5 separate regions of the Mus musculus genome follow, and regions 1, 2, 3 and 5 are each linked to region 4. The links are chromatin contacts, called in public HiChIP or PLAC-seq and promoter capture Hi-C maps. All regions are on one chromosome and are shown on one strand. The core of a region is the stretch at or near the end of the contact, and the rest is flanking DNA. Distances in the headings are between cores, read along the strand shown. Region 1 overlaps Enah (ENAH actin regulator). Region 2 holds the start of Enah (ENAH actin regulator). Region 3 has its middle 11 kb from the start of Gm33669. Region 4 holds the start of Fbxo28 (F-box protein 28). Region 5 has its middle 15 kb from the start of Gm33669.

Evidence for each region. Promoter capture Hi-C pulls out the DNA fragments that hold promoters and counts their contacts. HiChIP or PLAC-seq counts read pairs in DNA pulled down with a chosen protein or histone mark. Capture Hi-C pulls out chosen DNA fragments and counts their contacts.
Region 1: a contact with region 4 is called in a promoter capture Hi-C map of hippocampal neurons, with 3 times the contacts expected there. The contact joins the enhancer-like site here to the promoter of Fbxo28 in region 4. A contact is called at or near these places in 9 of 39 promoter capture datasets (the 3T3-L1 cell line, the C10 cell line, frontonasal cranial neural crest and 5 more), 3 of 115 datasets of contacts at active chromatin or transcription factors (the SCID.adh cell line, bone marrow-derived macrophages and pro-B cells) and 1 of 9 other capture datasets (embryonic stem cells).
Region 2: a contact with region 4 is called in a promoter capture Hi-C map of adipose tissue. The contact joins the promoter of Enah here to the promoter of Fbxo28 in region 4. A contact is called at or near these places in 7 of 39 promoter capture datasets (the 3T3-L1 cell line, 3T3-L1-derived adipocytes, embryonic stem cells and 4 more), 3 of 484 Hi-C or Micro-C datasets (cortical neurons, embryonic stem cells and peritoneal macrophages), 1 of 115 datasets of contacts at active chromatin or transcription factors (embryonic stem cells) and 1 of 9 other capture datasets (adipose tissue).
Region 3: a contact with region 4 is called in a promoter capture Hi-C map of neural stem cells. The contact joins the enhancer-like site here to the promoter of Fbxo28 in region 4. A contact is called at or near these places in 21 of 39 promoter capture datasets (the 3T3-L1 cell line, 3T3-L1-derived adipocytes, the C10 cell line and 15 more), 1 of 15 datasets of contacts at CTCF or cohesin (embryonic stem cells), 9 of 484 Hi-C or Micro-C datasets (B cells, the Ba/F3 cell line, Sertoli cells and 5 more), 13 of 115 datasets of contacts at active chromatin or transcription factors (the 230-238 cell line, the SCID.adh cell line, embryonic basal ganglia and 8 more) and 2 of 9 other capture datasets (adipose tissue and embryonic stem cells).
Region 5: an H3K4me3 HiChIP or PLAC-seq map of the 230-238 cell line shows a contact between it and region 4, with 6 times the contacts expected there. The contact joins the enhancer-like site here to the promoter of Fbxo28 in region 4. A contact is called at or near these places in 2 of 39 promoter capture datasets (the C10 cell line and hippocampal neurons), 1 of 484 Hi-C or Micro-C datasets (double positive thymocytes), 6 of 115 datasets of contacts at active chromatin or transcription factors (the 230-238 cell line, double positive thymocytes, embryonic stem cells and 2 more) and 3 of 9 other capture datasets (adipose tissue, embryonic stem cells and liver).

What each region holds. Positions count from the first base shown.
Region 1 is chr1:181,921,783-181,925,312 of GRCm38.p6, reverse strand. Enah (ENAH actin regulator) reads left to right here. Exons shown (of 15, transcript NM_010135.3): 6 at 1,473-1,753; 7 at 2,813-3,530. Among named protein-coding and RNA genes, the nearest start is that of Gm33669, 45 kb to the right of the region's middle. Within about 2 kb of position 1,747, at least 83 of the 459 cell types and tissues checked have an H3K27ac peak or open chromatin away from gene starts, as enhancers often do. A contact at or near this core is called in bone marrow-derived macrophages, hematopoietic stem and progenitor cells and hippocampal neurons, where this site is marked.
Region 2 is chr1:182,018,694-182,022,204 of GRCm38.p6, reverse strand. It overlaps Enah (ENAH actin regulator), which reads left to right and starts at 2,225. Exons shown (of 15, transcript NM_010135.3): 1 at 2,225-2,675. The coding sequence starts at 2,671.
Region 3 is chr1:181,887,655-181,891,608 of GRCm38.p6, reverse strand. No RefSeq gene overlaps it. Among named protein-coding and RNA genes, the nearest start is that of Gm33669, 11 kb to the right of the region's middle. Within about 2 kb of position 2,633, at least 44 of the 459 cell types and tissues checked have an H3K27ac peak or open chromatin away from gene starts, as enhancers often do. A contact at or near this core is called in the Ba/F3 cell line, neural stem cells, regulatory T cells and 1 more, where this site is marked.
Region 4 is chr1:182,339,614-182,343,365 of GRCm38.p6, reverse strand. It overlaps Fbxo28 (F-box protein 28), which reads left to right and starts at 1,760. Exons shown (of 5, transcript NM_175127.2): 1 at 1,760-2,043. The coding sequence starts at 1,777.
Region 5 is chr1:181,861,668-181,865,705 of GRCm38.p6, reverse strand. No RefSeq gene overlaps it. Among named protein-coding and RNA genes, the nearest start is that of Gm33669, 15 kb to the left of the region's middle. Within about 2 kb of position 2,050, at least 41 of the 459 cell types and tissues checked have an H3K27ac peak or open chromatin away from gene starts, as enhancers often do. A contact at or near this core is called in the 230-238 cell line and double positive thymocytes, where this site is marked.

The sequences.
Region 1 (3,530 bases), core at 498-2,997, 420 kb after region 4:
TGGGTTTGTGGGTTTCATGTAACTCTTCGTCTTACCAGAGCCCAGCTGGATGGTTGGTCCAGAAAAGGTTCCAGTTCTAAGCTTTTCTGAACGATCATCAATACAACAGTCTACTTTATGGAGTACTATACATTTTAAAGAGCTTTTATTGTGTTATCTTCTTTAATATTAGCTAAATGCTGTTGAACATGTATAAAGAAAGATAACTGCTTTTTAGATAATTTCCTCAAATACCAGAGAACCATATATTAAGAATCTTTAGAATTGCCTGCCTGTCCACCTAGAAGTAGTTGGAGGAGGTTTCAGGGTTAGTAAGATAAATGTTTATTGTAATATGAATAATAATAATAGGGTAAATTATATCCTACACTGGAGACTGCTTAAACTCAAGAGCTAAGCAGTGGTGCTGACGTGTTCGTGGGAGTTAAAGATGCCAAACTAAAGTTTTAGGGTAATTTTTCCAGTATGTATTGTATCAGAAAAGGCAGATTTCAGAGTCATGGTGACATGGTACTGATTTGCTTGAATTTTAAAGTTGTATGTGTATGTTATTATAAGGCAAAAGCCTACACATATGTACCAAATAACTATAGTTACTTATGGATATAAAATGTATAGTTTATTTCTTACTTAACTCGGTTTATTTTCAATTCAGTAAATGTTTATTTAGCTGTGGCTATGATCATTGTGTTTTCTGAAATAACTTGTGCAGCTAAAATGTTTCATTTTTAAGAAAAGGAGATTACTCAGGGTGTGGTGGCGCACGCCTTTAATCCCAGCACTTGGGAGGCAGAGGCAGGCAGATTTCTGAGTTTGAGGCCAGCCTGGTCTACAGAGTGAGTTCCAGAACAGCCAGGGCTACACAGAGAAACCCTGTCTCGAAAAAAAGAAAAAGAAAGAAAGAAGGGCTGGAGAGATGGCTCAGTGGTTAAGAGCACTGACTGGCTCTTCCGAAGGTCCTGAGTTCAAATCCCAGCAACCACATGGTGGCTCACAACCATCTGTAATGAGATCTGATGCCCTCTTCTGGGGTGTCTGAAGACAGCTACAGTGTACTTACATATAATAAATAAATAAATAAATAAATAAATAAATAAATAAATAAATCTTTTAAAAAAAAAAAAGAAAGAAAGAAAGAAAAGGAGATTATACTTCACTTTATAATTATTTCATCATCTGATTAATATAATGACTTGGCCATCAAAGTGGTAGGTTTATTTGCAACTCTATTCTCATAAATTGTGTTGATTGAACCCATGTTAAGAGCTTACTAGTCCCATTGGAATAAAATACAATTTTTTTATATCCTGACTATACAGATTTTATATATCTGTAAGGAAGCTTTCCTAAGTGGGGAAGTAGTGACAGCGTGTTCTGCGTCTGTCTGAATCAGACGTGAGGTGAACATCCACTCACTGTAGTGATGTATAGCCATAAGTGCATATTTTTATTCGTCCAATGTTTAATTTCAGGCAACTGCAAGAACAGCAGCGACAGAAGGAACTGGAGAGGGAAAGAATGGAGAGGGAAAGGTTGGAGAGAGAACGACTAGAACGAGAGAGGCTAGAGAGGGAGCGCCTGGAACAAGAGCAGCTGGAGCGGCAGCGGCAGGAAAGGGAGCACGTGGAGCGGCTGGAGAGGGAGAGGCTGGAGCGCCTGGAGCGAGAGAGGCAGGAGCGGGAGCGAGAGCGCCTGGAGCAGCTGGAGCGGGAGCAAGTGGAGTGGGAGCGAGAGCGCAGAATGTCCAATGCTGGTAAGGAGTCTGCAGACGCGCATGCGCGACACGCGCACCTCCTACAGCCGAGATGGGCCAAGGCTCCTGCAGCTGTCAGTGGCGATACTTCCCATGTGCGGTGCTTGGGAATAAGCAGTACAGTTTGTAGTTAGGATAAATGCTCAACAAATATTGCTTCAGTGTTCCTTTTATTGCTTAGAAACTAAAAGGAAGCCCTTGGGAATTTTTAGTCTGTCGTTTTAATTTTTCTTAACGCCCTAAAATTCAGCTATAAAGTGTGAATGTTTTTATGCAAAAAAAAATTTATAATGATCTTGGAAGATATTTCCCTTGTGCCATTGCTTAAAATTATCACATACTGTATGTATTATGCTACGTACAACAAGAAGTTAGCTTGGTTATAGTTAGATTTCTGAAGGAAAAATTAAAATAGATTAAAAATATTCTCAAAAATAACCGGTTATTTAAACATTTTCTGGTATGATGAAGAAAATCACAGTCTGATGGAATTTATAGTGTCATAGAGGATTATGATATAGTATAAACATTTAAGATGGTTAATATTTATCAAAGAATTTTAATCTTGAGCTATATGAGAGGCCAATGCCGGTTCAGTATTGGTTAATTTATTGTTCTTAACTGCATAATTGTCTGGAGTTATGGCTAAGAAGGTAGAGATGTCCAAAAATAAGACACTGAGTTGGGCATTCCTTTCCCATCGTAGTAAACATTTCGCCAGGTTTGAAACCACAACTCGGTTTATTCTGCTGTTTATAATAATTTTGATGCAGTTTTTAGTGGACTAAGTAATAAACATTAAGACTGTTACTATCCTTGTAGAGGATAAATTATTAATCCACATATTTAAAAGAACTTATTTCATCCTCTTTTGGGTTTCGAAATGTGCTTACAAGTTAAGTTTTCTCCAGTGGAGACAGTTATTTGCCTAATCCCCTGGTGCTAACTGTCATCCACGTTTGTGCGTTTTGTCTGATGCTGGTCTCGGGCTTCACTGGCTCCCTTTTTCTCTCTCCTTTTTTATCCTGTCTTTGCCGCTGCTTTCCACCTTATGTCCAGCTCCATCTTCAGACAGCTCCCTGTCTAGTGCTCCACTTCCTGAGTATTCCAGTTGCCAGCCGCCTTCGGCACCTCCTCCATCATATGCTAAAGTCATCTCAGCTCCGGTGTCAGACGCCACTCCTGATTACGCTGTAGTGACTGCTTTGCCACCTACTTCCACACCCCCTACACCACCACTGAGACACGCAGCGACACGTTTTGCAACATCTCTAGGTTCAGCCTTCCACCCTGTTCTTCCCCATTACGCTACAGTTCCTCGTCCTCTCAACAAAAACTCTCGACCTTCTTCTCCTGTGAACACACCCTCTTCTCAGCCTCCAGCTGCGAAGTCCTGTGCCTGGCCTACTTCCAATTTCTCGCCCCTCCCTCCATCTCCTCCAATAATGATTAGCAGCCCCCCTGGCAAAGCTACTGGCCCACGGCCTGTCCTTCCCGTTTGTGTCTCCTCTCCTGTGCCCCAAATGCCTCCGTCACCAACAGCACCCAATGGGTCGCTAGACTCTGTAACATACCCAGTGTCTCCACCGCCTACCTCAGGGCCAGCAGCGCCACCTCCGCCGCCACCGCCACCGCCACCGCCGCCGCCACCACCACCGCCGCTGCCACCGCCGCCGCTGCCTCCCCTCGCCTCACTCTCACACTGTGGATCACAGGCTTCTCCTCCTCCAGGCACCCCTCTTGCCTCAACTCCCTCATCCAAGCCCAGTGTTCTCCC
Region 2 (3,511 bases), core at 976-3,475, 320 kb after region 4:
TTTGTTAGAGCGAACAAACCGTCTTTCCACAAAATGACCTTTGGAGGTCAGGCTGGCCAATGCAAGATCTAAATCCGAAGGCAATGGTGTGACCAACTTGTGAGCTGGCAAGCTGCCATTAAAAAGAATGGAAATGGGTGTAGGCAGCCAACATTCTTGGCTGGTACATTTTTAATAAACACAGAAAACAAGAATAGCATTTTCCTCTTGGATCACTTAATTTGGTACTCATACCATGGGGACATCAGCTGTTAGCATAAAGATGATGGTGATTTCGTTAGATCAGGATGGGATTAGCTAGCAAAAATGAGAAGCAGGTTATGATGTCATTCGCAAGGAATTTTTATTGGTGTTTCTTGTCTCTGACAAGAGATAGTTTGAGTCATTACAGCAGTATCTCCACCTCTTCTGGTGGTGGTAAGGCTTTTATCTGAAACCTAAGCTCTGTTGTACTTACTATATTGGTATGAATGAACTAAGGAGAGCTGGGGTGACTTCTGGCTGAATGTGTCTTAATTCTTTCCCCAAGAAGATTCAATAGGCATTAGTGCTTTTTTTCCTCTTTCTAGACATTAGTTAACTTGTTGAATACTTGAGGTGCAAGCATTTTATACAGATGCCCTTTATACAAAGGCAGTGCACCTCAGAGCTGAGATGTTTTTCTAATCACGGCTATTGTACTAATAACACACGAGGTTGTTTGAGATGTATATTTCTGTCTCTTCTCGTAATATGGGCAACAAGGACATTTGGCTGACAGGGCTGTTTTCTCTTCAGTCCTTGGAGATCCTTGAATAAAATGCTCTGTGATGGCAAGCTGTAATTAGCTATGTGGGTGGAAATTAGTGTTCTTCAAGTACACCATGTTTAGAGCAGAGGCACCGTGCTTTTTACTACCCGAGGCCACCCTGGTCCTGTGCCACAGCTCTAGGTCACTGCTTCTTGCAGGGCTTCCTTCCAAAAAGCAAACCGCCTTTGTTGAGCTCTGAAACCAGGAGGCTTTTCATAGTTAAAACAGGTTAAACTGTTCTCCAGACAATTCAGGCATTGACCAAGGATGGATAGGATACGTTAGCTTGTCATTTGAAAGTGCCCAGAATGCCAGCTTTCATAAGTATCTTTAGAACCGCAGCTCATTTTATATGGAACATCAAACTTTTGAATGGATTCCTGCAGTATTGCTAGGTCCTCCATTTTGGATGTAATAGAAATCGGGTAGCTGCAAAAACCCTTTCTAACCTAGTCTAGGCATCTGTATACTGCGCACGAAAGCGGGCTCTCAGTTTTTAAAAAATTTTATTAGATCATTGGATTTGCTGTTTTTCATTCTACACCCCCCGCCCCAAATTCGGGCTTCTCAGAGGCCTCCTGCACCATCTGACTAAACCATTCGCTGCGTTAGTATTTTCTATCTACCTTCTCAAGGAGGTGAGCTCCAGACTAGGTGAAAGACAGAGCATTTAAAATTATCCTCAGTTTCCATCCCTCCCCGCCCCCGGCCGGGATTCCCTTTCAGCTGGTGACGACAGAAAGGGTTCCACGGGCTGCGTCTCTCGCGGCTGCACAGGGTTCCGCGTGCCTCGGGCCACCGCGTTTCCCGACACCGATGCGTTAGCTGTGTGTGTGTGTGTGTGCGCGTTTATGCGCGCGTGTGTTTGTGCAGTCATCCCAGTACTGTGCGCGCGTCGGCCGGATCCCCAGGTCCAGCACGCTCGGGGGTCCTCGGGAATCCGGGGGACGACGATGGCCACGTTTTGCGTGTTCGGAACTCTCCTACATCCCGCCTACATCCCACGGGTGGGGGTGGGTGGGAGGGAATCACATCGCGGCGGGGACGCGCAGAGGGGGATGCCGGCCCGCGCGCCCTGGTCCTCTCCGCGATCGCGCCCGGCTCGTCACGCCCCCCCCAACCCCCCCACCGCGGTTCGCTCCTCACCTCAGCCTCCGGGCTGCGGGAAGGCCGCGGCAGGAGAGCGCGGTCAAGGGCAGAGCGGGCGCCGAGCCCCCCTCCGACCGCGGGGGGCGCGGAGCCGGGTGGGCGGCAACAAAGGGCCGTGGCCGCACCGCCGCCTCGCCTCGGCCGCCGCCCCGCAGCCCCCTCGTGCGCAACGCCCCTCGCCCCGGGAGGGAGGGGGAGGGGAGCGGGCGAAGCGGGAGCGGCGGGGGCGGCGGGAGGAGGGCGGCGCCTGCGTGCTCCTCCGCCGCCCCGCCCCCGGCGCCCCGCGGCGAGCCCGGCTCTCCTCCCGCGGCTGCAGCAGCTGCCGGTTCCTCACGGCCTCGGCGGCGGCGGTGACGGCGGCGCGCTCGGAGCGGCCTCTGGAGCGGCGGGCGGGCGGACGGACGGACGGACGGACGGGCGCGCGGCCCCGGCGGCTCCCGTCTGAAGCGGCGGACGAGGCTCGGCGGGGAGGAGGCGGCGACGCAGGCGGAGGAGGCGGCGGCCGCCGGGGACCCGCTCGGCGCCTCGGCCCCGTGCCCCGTCCCCAGCCCGTGGTCGCTCGCGCTCGGCGGGCCGGCGCCTCGCCTCTGCGCGCGGAGATGGTGTAGCCCGGCCGCCGGAGCCGGAGCCGCCTCTGCTCGCGCGTCCCCGCGGCGTCCGCCTCCCCGCCTGAGAAGAGACCCTCCGCTCGGCGGCTCCCGCGCCGGGGAAGCCTCGGCGCCGCCGGCACCATGAGGTGAGGGGCGCGCGGGCCGCCAGCCATTGTGCCGCGGCGCCGCGACCGCTCTGCGCGGACCCGCCTGCCCCGGCCCGCGGCGCCGGCTCGGCTCTCCCGGCTCTTTCTCGCTCCCTTTTGTCCCTTCGGGTTTCTCCGGTCCAGCTGCCCTGCCCAGCCGCTCTGATTTGGGGGAGGGGGCTCCTCCCGGTGTCCCCCTCCGATGCTCTTCTTTTACCCAGGATTTCCCTTCCTCAATTCAATATGCCAGCTCCCTCCCTCCCTCCCCCAGCCTGGGTTAACGAAACCCAGGAGATGGGGAGGGGCTCGGTAGTCGTAGCGTGCTCGTTGCCGAGAAACAGGTATTTTCCGTACATCTGTAAAAATTCTCTGCACTTTTAGTACAAAGCTCTAGTGTTTAATTAAAAGGGGGGTGGGGAGGAAAGTTTGGAAGGTTTGAAATCTCTGCGGGGAATAAAGTGCCTCTGGTAGGGGTAAAGCGGAGGAGCGGGGAAAGGTGAACATTTCTCGATGGTGGGGGAAGGGAGAGCATTTACTAGGTTTCCTCTGGCGGGGGACAGTGTGAGGCTGGGATAAGTTGGTTGAGGTTTGTAAGCCCGGGCGGGGGAGGGTTTTGTTTGGAAAGCCCTTCTCTCCGGTTCGTAGCAGCCTGTGTTGCATTGCAGCAGAAGCGGCCGCGTTTCCCTTCCTCTGTAATCAATACAATTATTTATTTATTTTTCAGCCCCAAAGGAAAGTCTTGGATGTACCGTGGTGAAATGCTTTTTGATTGATACGGTGAAACATATGGTGTGATGTTTTTTAATTTTTGTCTCTCCAGTTGTGTAGGAGAATAA
Region 3 (3,954 bases), core at 1,384-3,883, 450 kb after region 4:
TTCACCTTTAATCTGGGACATACCTTCTGCTGGCAGCCTATATAAAAGACATAGAAGGTTACTTTCTCCTCCCTGCCTGCTTGCTCTCAACCTCACTAGCAAGTTCATTCCTTCACTGGCATCAGAGCCTATTTTGGAATTCTGGTGAACCTTCTGCTCATAGGCAGCCATTGATGGAACACAGCCTGTAAGCCATTCTATTAAGTCTGTGTGTGTGAGTGTGTGTGTAGATTCATTCTATAAATTGTTACTCTAGAGAACCCTGACCAACACAAACCTTAAAATTGAAACGCCCCACCAGAATTATAACCCATAAGGCCTGCCTTACAGTGGTCCACTTCTTCCAGTAAGGCCCTACTTCCTGAAGGTTCCACAACTTCTCAAAACAACCAGCACTAACTGGGGGCCAAGGGTTGATACCCATGAGCCTCTGGGCCGTCTATCCTCTAACCCTAACCCTAACTGTACAGCTATAGCAGCAGTATCTGAAAAGGCCATTGCACGACCCATCCAGAAGCAGATGAGGTCATGTGGATAGCCTAGAAGCAACGGGTCCATCACAGGAATCTGAGCTGAGTTCCAAGAATAGACAGGTAGTCCTCAAGAAGCAATGGTTCCTCTACAGGGAGCAACAGTTTAGGGGGAGGCGGGGGTGTGGGGGAATGTGAAAGTACAGGCTGCTGTGAAATTAAAGCTGAGAGGAGGCGTGGCTGCACCTGTACCCACAGACTTATATCCTGTGAAGCCCCCCCCCCAGACTGCAGGCCCAAGTTCAAGCCCCTCCTCTCTCCTCCTTGAGACATGCCAACACAAGATTGCATATACCCAAGGTGCCTCAAGTTCAGTGTGGCCCTGCCACCTTCCCATCCTTTTCCACTGTCACCCTAGACTCCATTTCTCAGCATCTCTTGGGTTTGCTTCACCTGTCCAGAGATAAGCAAGCTATGGCTCTGCCTCTAAAGGGTCCTCATGATGAGCCCACCCCGTCCAGTCACCTCACACACACACCCAACACCCCACCCCACCCCACCCCACCCAGTTTACTGCCCTCCTCTTACAGTAGCCAGAGCACTGTATGACCAAAACATCCCTGTCTGCTGAAAGCTTTTTGAGGCTCCGGGAGGCCCAGGTGGAAGTCTGAGTTCCTCACTTGCCCATCATCCTGGGGCCAGCAGCTGGAGGAGACAGAGACCATAAGATGCCTGAACAATGTGTTCCCTCCTCACCTCCGCCCCTTCCTCCGCTGCTATGATCCTGACTTGCTCAGGTCTCAGCTGAATCCCTTTGATCTCAAGAATGTAGATCCAGATTTGTTCTGAGGGGTCCTCGTGGCTCTTTCTGGACAGTGAGATGAAATGGGACATGTTTTGGAAACGTTCAGCAAAGACTTTTTCCTCCAACATAAGAGGAAGATCAATGTGGAAAAGCGCTTTGCCCAAACCTCACTCAGTCTTCAGTTCTCTTTCTTGATGACATGTATTTAATTCTCAGAGCCACTGCATCCACTTTGCAACAGGAGAGGAAAGTTAGACTGAGCCAGCAGACTTGACGCTTGACTTTACCAGACCTGCTTGCAACCACCTTCCTCCTCGGCACTTAAAACCAAAGTACCATTGTTTAGGCCATGCCTAGGCAAAGGGTTCCTGTAGGAATCCCTAAAGAGAGAGTGGGAAGCAGGAAAAAGTGAAGATTTTATAGAGGCACCTGTGATTAGAGGTGCAGCGCATTCCCGGAAGTGCTCCCGAAGGGCGTGGGGCAACTGAGAAAGGGCCAGTCCCTTGTGGTGAGACTTGGGGCCAAGTTCTGTTCTCTCACAGCCACTTTGACATGGCACTTCAGCCCCAGGGACACACCCAGAATAACACTTGCCCAAATGATCAGGACACGCCACAATCCAGTCAATTTGACTCTCAAAATTGACCATCATAGGTATGTGATCTTCCCCCGAGCTTCCAAGGACCTTGGGAGCTCCTTTTTTTTTTTTTTTTTTTTTTTTTAGATTTATTTATTATATGTAAGTACACTGTAGCTGTCTTCAGAGGGCGTCAGATCTTGTTACAGATGGTTGTAAGCCACCATGTGGTTGCTGGGATTTGAACTTCAGACCTTCGGAAGAGCAGCCGGGTGCTCTTACCCACTGAGCCATCTCACCAGCCCCTTGGGAGCTCCTTTGAAAGACGTTTTTTTCAGTACCTACAGCTGGATTAAATGCTGAGCCTTCCTCCCGGGAGAGGAGGGAGCTACAATGTGACCATTTTCTTCTGCCTCCTTCTGACCAGAATGAGCCTTGTCCCCATCTCATCTCTGGAGGAAAGCAGAGATCCTGTTTGCTCAGCACCCCAGGAAGTCATTCCCACCTTCCACATCAGTTCTGGCTTTTCGGTGCCTGGTGAGCTGCACTGAGAGCAGATGTTGGGTCTGGGCCTGCGATTAGGCCAGGCTAGCTTGAAAGTCAAGACACAATGCCAGGATAGACCTAGGCAGGCATCAAAAGTGATGGGGGAGAAACCAGTGTTCCTCTGCTTGTCCCTCTCATTGTCTCTAAGAGTGTCACCCAGCTGGCCGGGGCTATCCAAGCTGCAGTGCTCGGGCGCCTCCCAGCGGTAGCTCTAGGCAGCGCGTCTCCTGGCTGTTAGGCAGCGCCCTCTGCTGGCTAATGTCTGTTCCTTCTCTTCTCACACTTGGGCACAGCGCACAGCCATGCATGTTGATGGGTGGACACGGGCTCCAAACCCGAGGATTTGCTAAGGAAAAAATGAGACTTTAAAGCTGGAGAAAGTATGCAGAGACTATGAAGGAAGACTCCATACACTGTTGTCGCTGTGGTGAGGGGAGCCCCGGAGTGTCCAGATTCTAGATGGGCCCTACAGGCCGGCCAACTTCTACAGTCAGATGTTTTACTGGTCAAGATTATGCTGGAAATGTGAAGTGCGTGCTGTGAGCGAAGCGGCAGGTAGGGTCAAAGCAGGAGCCCTTTCTTTGTACATGCCTGCAGTTTGGGGTAGAAGAGAGGTCTCAGGGCTAGGAGCATGGCTAGCCATTGAGCACGGGGAGAGGAACACCGGAGATAGAAAGCAGGAAGATACCCTGGGAGGTAGAAACAGACATCTGAGAGCCGAAGACAGCCAAGGGCAGATCCTGAGCATTAGTGAGCCACAAAAATGAAGACCAGGGAGACAGAGCAGTGTGTTGAAGGCACTGCAGAACTGAAGTGTGGATCTGCCATCCTCTATACCCATGGTAGCCATCAGGGGAACCAATCAGAATGGAGGCTTCAGTCACTAGCTGAGTAGGTGTTTTTGTTTCTTCCTAGCATGTTCCACGTAGTGGAATATGCTGAACTGCAGGAGTCAGCCTACAGCATTCACACAGAGCTTTACCCAAAAGTCTAGGCTCACCAAAGGAAGCCAGAGGACCAAGCATTCATTATCTTTGCACCTGGACAGGTGTCTCCCCTCTGATAGGCCCATGGTGGGACTGGGCCTAGAGACCATCTCATAGCCCACTGCTTAAGGCCTTTGGGTCCACCAGCTAGCAATGGCCTAACACGGTGGGCTCTGAGGGCGAAGGCCATCTCCATGTCCTCTAGACTGGCTCTCCCAGTAACAGGGGAGGACTGAGGGGCCCTGTATCCCCAGTTGACAAGGTGGCTCATGTGTAGTCTCAGCTCTTGTGGCTCATGGCTACAGATGGCTTGAGTGGAGGCATCTGTGCTTAGGAGTTACGTGCAACTTGGGTGGACTCCCAGGCAAAGCTCACAGTGAAAGTGAGCTGGCAGAAGAGCCACTGACTTCCCTAGGTGCCAATGTCAGCCCTGGGCCTCTAGCTCTCTGCCTTGGGTCCAACATGTCACTTACCCAAGAGCTCTCAGTCCCTTCTGACACTGTCCCTCTTCGCTCACTCTCCTGGACACTAGAGAAATTCAGCAGCAAACAGTGGCCTCAGACTTAGGAC
Region 4 (3,752 bases), core at 511-3,010:
TGAATATGCAAACGTCTGGAAAACAGTTAGACATAAAATACATATTGAATACTAACCAGCCCTCTGTGATGTGCGTGTGGTTTGAATGTGCTCGAGACGGCTCATGCACCGGAACTTTGGTTATCCTGGATGAAACCTAAGAACTGGAATCATGGGAGTCAAAGACAGAATCAGTACAGGTTCAAGTCTGTACGTTAGTCACTTTTCTGTCACCGTGATAAAATACCAGGACGAAGGCAAGTTACAGAAGAAAGAGTCCATCATGGCGAGGAGACACAGCATGAAGTGGCAAGCATGGCGGGAGGAGCTGGAAGCTGAGAGACCACATCTTCACCCTCCAGCACAAACCACCAGAGAGCAAACTGGAAGTTGAGTGGGACTATAAGCAATCACTGTCTACTAGTGACACGCCTCCTTCAGCTAGGCCCCACCTCCCAAAGAAACCCCAAAGCGCAAGGCCAACTCAGAACTGAGTGTTCAAATATCTGAACTTGTAGGAAACAATCTTACCCAAACCACCACCAAGTCCAACCTGACTTTGTTTACTTCAGATGCAGAGTGTGTATTTTTATGCATGAAATAATACTACATTATGCTGGGTCACCTATGGGGCGTCCTAGTAAGAGGCACGTGATGATCTTTCCTCCCACAACTTGTGGTGGTACTCCTAATCATGTGATTATAAGCCTGTTCCCTGAATTTCTGTATCATACCTTTCTTATTTTGTGATTAATGCATTACATGAGAAGTGGGTTATTTTGAGACTACGTGCTACACCTTACCACAGGCTTGTCTTCTGGTTTTAGCATCTTTTCATTGGTTCTCACCTAAATTGATTCACAGAGAATAAAAGTCTTTTTTTTTTTTTTTTTTTTAAGCACACAATTCAGGTACTGGAGAGATGGCTTAGAGGTTAAGAGCACTGGCTATTCCTCCAGTGAGAAACAATGCACCCATTAACTGTCTGTTGTCTTCCACACTTCCCTTATTCCCAACTTCCACCAACCACGAATCCACTCTGTTTCAGTTAAGCAGTTGTAAACCAGCCAGTTGTTGGTGCTGGAAACCAAAGGCCAGTGTTGGTGCTGGAAACCAAAGGCCAGTGTTAGTGCTGGAAACCAAACTCGGGTCTTCTGGAAGTGCACCAAGTGTTGTAAGCTCGCTTGTGCTCTCTCTCTCTCTCTCTCTCTCTCGCCCCTGACTCTATGGACCTGCCTACATAGGGCATTTCACATAAAAGTAGTCGTATGGTGTGTGACTCTGTGTTTTTATTTCATTAATGTGCTTTCAGGGTTTACCTGTTGTCTTGTAGTTTTAAACTAGCGGTGTTTTATTCCTTTTTATATGCTGCAATTATCACTGTGACTCTTGGGAGATGCTGATCTAAATACAAATTTCCGTCTAAACTTATGAAGGTGATATGGTTTTTATCATCCTTTGGCGAGTTGCTTTTAAAGAAAACTGCTCCATTGTCGTTCCTTTTATCAGATGAAAGGGACTATGACGACCGCCTTTCTTAGGGTTTGCGGAATCCTTGCTCGTTTCCACTCTAACAAGGCAGTCTCCGATTTTAAAGAGCTACAACGACCACCTCTCTTGAAGTGTGCACTATCTTCCCTCCTTTCCGATGGACGCACCGAAAGCTCGCCTCTCTTTCCAGCTGTCATCCCACGAGCTCCTCCCTCTCCTTAAGCTCCCCCCCCCCCAGGAGGAGGAAGTGACGCACAGGAAGTGTCCCGATCCCCTTACATTGGAGGAAGGAATCAAACTCCCAAGATGGCGGCGGCGTCTGAGGAGCGGATGGCTGAGGAAGGAGGCGGCGGCCACGGCGACGGCGGCTCCTGTTCGGCTGCCGGCTCCGCTCAGCGACAGCCCCCGGCGCCCCCGTCGCAGGCCCCGCCGCCCGGGTCCCAGGCACCCGCCGCGCCCGCGCTGGCACCGGACCACCTGCCCCAAAACAACACACTGGTGGCGCTGCCCATCGTAGCCATCGAGAACATCCTCAGCTTTATGTCCTACGACGAAATTAGCCAGCTCCGCCTGGTGAGGGCCGAGGCCTGGGGAGGACCGGCGAGGGCGGCGCGTTCCTGGGGAGGGAGCCCCGCCGGCTCGGGACACGGAGCGCGCGCGTCCCCGGCAGCCGGGAAGTGGCGCTGGCGACGGCCGGCGGGGTGCTTGCTGCTGCCGCGCTGGCATCGCGACCGCCGGGCGGGCGAGGCTCCGCTCTGCGCCTCGCCCCGCCCCGAGGGTCTCCTCGCCCCTAGCCCGGGACGCGCCCGCCTGCGAGAAGTAACGGAGCGGGGCTTGGTGCCCTCCGCCCGGCTGGACCGGCGACAGGGACTCCCGAAGGGGCAGGCGCCTGCCTCGACTGCCCGCTCGGGCTCTGGAGTTCACTCCCAAGTGGGCAGAGGATCCCAGCCAGGCTTGGGTTGTGTTGCAAGAATAGTGTGTATTGTCCCTCCAACCCAGGCTTTCTGCTTGAAAAGGATGAAGGGGGTTTGGCTGTCCCCCCCCCACCCCCCCCCGCTCCCCCTTGAGCCCCAGTTGCGGTTCTAAGATTGCAGTTGTGTTGTGCGTTTAAAACCCCAGAGCCTTAGTTGCTCACTAAAGTAGAGCCCTGGGAGATGATGACCTGACTGGCTTTGCCTCCCTGACACTCCTTACTATAGCGAAGCAACTTGTCCCCTTGTCAAGCTATTACCCCCTCCCGCTTGTTTGCTTTTTTTTTTCAAATGTGCTTCAAGCCCACCCTCCTGCAGTCGGAGTGGTTTACTTATTATACCCTAAAAATAACACATTGTCCTAGCCAAAATTTAAAAAGAAAAAAAATTGCCATTGGAATTTTACTACATCCCTGAGGTTTGACCGAAGATTTGATGAATTACTTGGTTCAGGAAGATATCTCACTTCCTACCGGGGTATTTCCCCTTAGGTGGTTAGGAAATTGGAGGAGGTGGACATTTTGAAGTGGTTGTGAGCTGGTTTGATGTAGTCACTTAAATGTGCTCGGGATTGTTGATAAAAGGACAAAGACATCTTTCTGAATGTGCTGTGTGTGGCGGTTACTTATTCATCGCTATGCCATATTTTAGCCCTATTCTTCCATCTCTAAATTGACCAGTATTGTGTTTCAAAGGAAATCATCTTTAAAAACAGCTTGCAGTCATTCATTCAAACTCCGGGGCAGGTTTTGTGTGTGTTTCCCCACACTCTGTGGAATGGAAAATTTCTTCTGTTTAGAGTAGGTATTTCAGAATACAGTTGTCCTAGATTTTCAAAGCATCATCCTAGGATTTCGTGTAGAGTGGTAAATATTTCCTTTATATTTTATAAAGCTTGGTACTTGACCAAAATGTATGCTGTATATACAATTGCGTTTGGCAATTGGGCATAACATTTGATTGAATTCAGCCAGCCAGCCAGACAATGGCTTTGAAAAGCTTGGAATGTTCACAGGTTTTTTGTTGTTGTTGTTAAGTGTTGAGAAAAACGGGGTTTTATTGGTTTGTTGGTCGTTTTTCCTTCTTTTCATTCATTGTTGTTTTGTTTTGTGTGTTACTGTTTGGCCACCAATCTGGAGTTCAGCCTTGATTCTACTAGATAAATGCTCTGTCAGCTTTAACTCTCATTTTTCCTTTTCTTTAAACAAACAAACAAACAAAAGTGTGAAGAGGAGAAAATAGACTGCTTGGAGACCTGAGGTGAAATGGGCCTCACAATTATTAATAATCATCATCTCTTTCATGTGAAAT
Region 5 (4,038 bases), core at 801-3,300, 480 kb after region 4:
TGTAGAGAACCTGTCCCCAGCCTGGTCCTGACCTTAGTTGTACAGATCCTGACTTCTCTGATCCTCACAGTCCCGGCGCCTGCTGGCTTTTGCCTGGCTCTGGCTCTCTTGGTGTAGTCTATGCCCACCCTCTGACTCCATCAGTGGCCAGCTGTTCTGCTGAGTTCCCTAGCACATCTCATTCTCAGACCATGGCCCTTGAGCTCTGAGAGGCTCAAAGGAGCCAAACTGTGAGGAGAACACAAACTGAGGCCCGGCTCTGCAGTATGAACCAGTCTGAGCCTGATAGCTCTGACCTCAGAACAGCAAGAGCACCCACACTGCAGGGTTTGCAGCGGTGGGGGTGGGGGTGGGGCCCTGGCAGAGTAGCCAAGCTCCACAGACCTCATCCCCACCCCTGCCTCAACTCCCCAGGAGCTCTGTAGACTGGGAGACAGAAGAAAGGTGTGTGTGAGCGAGCCTATATATCTATATATCTGTATCTGTATCTATATAAACCCCAGCCCCATTTCCCATGCTAGCGTGCAGATTCTGGGAGGGAAGGATAGACTCTGCCCTACCCTGTGAGCCTAGCAGGTGTGGGGTTGGGTGCTAGAAGCAGGTGGCCTTTGAATTGTTTGCCTTTCTGTTTAAGGAAAATGTTACGTAACAACTCCTAGGGGAGCCCAAGGTGCCAGAGGGGACAGCCGTATGGAAAGGTGTGAAGGCAGAGGAATTTGTCAGAATGGGCAGCTGGCATCCACTCTGACATCTCTTATCCTAAAATCTCAGCAAAGGAGAGGCAGGCAGAGCAGCAGAGGGAAGAAGTGCAAGGCTCTGAGACAAGGTGTCAGCAAGTCTGACCTTGAGAGTCGGTCAGGAAGGTCAGGAGGGAAAGAGGCCCATATATTGTTAGGTTGCAGGGCCCTATATACTGCTAGGTCACAACCAAGGTTTTAGTCAATACCAGAGCAGGAGGCTTTGGGACCCCCACAGTGATGGGCAATCTCCAGGCTGAGTTTACACTGGGCTGACAGTGGCCTGGGAGACTCACAGGCCACTGTGCGAGGGCCACCGAACAAAGGTCCCTCAGGCTGAACCTTGTCTGCAGAAGTTCAGATCTCAACCTAAACATTCTTGTTTGAGCAAGATGTGAAGGCCAGTGGATCTCTGAGTTCGAGGCCAGCCTGGTCTACAGAGTGAGTTCTAGGACAGCCAGGGCTACGCAGAGAAACCCTGTCCCCAAAAACAATCAATCAAACAAACACACCCAAAAACTGACAAAACAAAAAACAAAAGCAAACAAACAAAAGGAAGGATAAATACTGTCCCCATTAAATTGACAAAAAGCCCAGAGGTGGGTGTCTGGGAAGGATGAATGTTTCCATTGAACCCGGGTGGCTGAAGAACGTTGTCCTAGAGACACTTGTGTGAACTCTATCATGAGTTCCCAGAGCTGGGGCCAACAGTGCCGGGAGTAGGGTCACCCCCCCCCCCATGATGTTTCCAATGCTGATTGTTCCGGGAACAAAGCCCACTTACTGGGGTTCAGAATCATTGCATCAGAGGAAGAGGGTCAGGCTGACCAGTTGTGAACACCCCTGCCTCACTGAGATCTGTGTTCAACTCTGAATTGGCCACTATTTTGGGTTTGAGATCCCAGGGAGTCCAGCCGCAGGCAGGTGTTTAGGGATGGAGTAGGAGAGGGCATTGGGATGGAAAGGGAGAAGTGGGGGCGGGAGAGGGGAGACGAGGGTGCTTGCTCTCTAATACCACAGATGAAGCTCATTCTGGGCTCGTTTTTCAGGGGCTTCTCCTAGGGATAGCAGCTATGGCTCTTCCTGTCCTTCTCTGGGACCCCTGGCTTCATTCAGGTCGGAGTACAGCCCCACTGTGCCACATTTCTCCCACTGCACTATGGCTAGACTCTAGTGGTATCTGGCACAAGGAGAAGGTTCCTGAATGAAAAAGCGCCAGGAGTCTCTGCTTTTCCTTTTCCTCTGCAGAGGGTAGGCACAGGTTGCCCTGTTCCTTTTTCTCTCAGTGGTGTTTGATGTCCTTTGTAGCATCATCCTGCCTGGGAAGGGGCGTTTCCTCAGACGCTCCAGCAGGGTGAGCTACTCCGGGGAGCACGAGCCCCGGTGTCTATCCAAACAAGAATCAGGTTGGCCAGATATTAAGCCAAGGCGCTGGCTACCATCCCTGCCAACCTGAATTTGATCCCTGGGACCCAGATGATGGAAAAAGAGAACTGATTCCTGAGTGTTGTGCTTTGGTCTCCACTTGCCGACTGTGGCCAGCATCCCACCTTTACCCCTACAATAGATACACAAATATATTAAAACAGGAGTCTGGGAGGGTAACAACATGGGAAAGAGTAGGGACTCTTCAGGCCGGGCTGGGACATGCTCACCAGCGCCCGCACACAGTTTCCCGTAGGAATTCCCTCTCATAGCAAGTTGAGGAATGAGGAGTCTCTGTGGACATATTCACTGCCCGTATAACCCTATGCTTGTTCATTAATGCAAACTGTAGAGGTAAGGCTGGCCTCGTATTTATTGTCACTCGCCAGACTCAGCATTATGGCTGGCCTGTCCCAACCCCTGAAACTCCATCTCTTGGCACCATCTGTCTCTGGGCCCTGGGTTAGCCCCTTAGAAGAGTGTGGCTTTAGATTTTCGTATCCTACAATGCTAATTAAGATCAAAGCGACTGTGAAGTTCACCCTGGGGAACCCTGCGGCCTGAAAAGGGCTTTCAGAGGCAGCCTTGGCCTGTTCTGTGGCGCCAGTTTACAGCAGGCTTCCCCGAGCTTCTTAGAGGGCTCGCCCACACCACTCTGCACCCTGGGGAGGTACCATGCCAGGGAATTTTGTTAATGGTTAACAATCTCCAAGGGCGGATCTTCAGGCATCTTTTCTGTGGAAGATCTTTTCCGGCCCTAGCTCCAGCCATGTTCACTGGCTAAGCCAGATGGTTGGCAGGGGCAGGAACTTCGGGAGCTGTAGGGAGGAGGGAGGACCCTTGATGGTCTTGACAATTTTCACCCTACCTGGATGCTCAGGACACTTCTGAGGTGACCATCACAGGGTTGTAGATTGGAGGCTCCACCCCACTGAACTCCAAGGGTTTCTGTCTGCAGTCTGCATATATCCATCCCTACCAGGGACTTTTTTTTTTTTTGCTATCTTGTAAACAGTATGGTCTGGCCAAGTCCTTCAGATGGCAACTCCCATCTCTCCCAGATTGCTGGGTGGATTTTCAAAACCAATCGGTCCATAGATGCAGACAAAGGGGTTAGAATGTGGACAAGAGTCAGGGCTCCCTACTTGCCAACTGCCCTGAGACCCAGAGAAGGGGCAGATAGAACACCCATCATGTCTGTGTCTCTCCCCTTCCATCCCCACAGTGTAACTGACACAACAGTGATGAAGATGTCCTACAGAAACTCTGGAAACCATGGACCTCAAAGATAGGAAGCTCTCCTCCTTGGGAATGTCATGCTGGGAGAGGGGAAAGCGACCAACCCAAGTGGTCACCTTTCATGACAGTATTGAAGTTTACGCAGAGCTGGTGGTGGGCAGGACTATGCCTTACTGATGACTTAGGCAGAACCTTGCCTTCTTTTTAAGCAGGACCCCAAGATGGACATGGGAGAGGGAGTCCATCTTTGTCCTTCTCAACGTGGTCACATCTCTTTTTTTCTACATTTTACTGTGAGTCTGGCTCTTTTAGTTGTCTTATGGAGAGAGGCTAGCTGAACCTGTTTTGTTGGTACACAAGCTGTGAACCCCAAATTGGGTAACACTACTGATGGGTGCTGTTTTTCAGTCAAGGTAAACCCCTGGGGGGAGGGGCTGCTTTGTTTTTGTTTGTTTGTTTTTTCTTCTGTTTTTTTTTGAGACAGGGTTTTTCTGTGTATCCCTGGATGCCCTGCACTCTCTCTCTGTAGACCAGGCTGGCCTCCTGCCTCCGCCTCCCAAGTACTGGCATGTGCTACCACACCCATCTTAAAGCTGCTTATCTTTAAGAATAAGGCACCCTAACTAGAGTTGGGGAC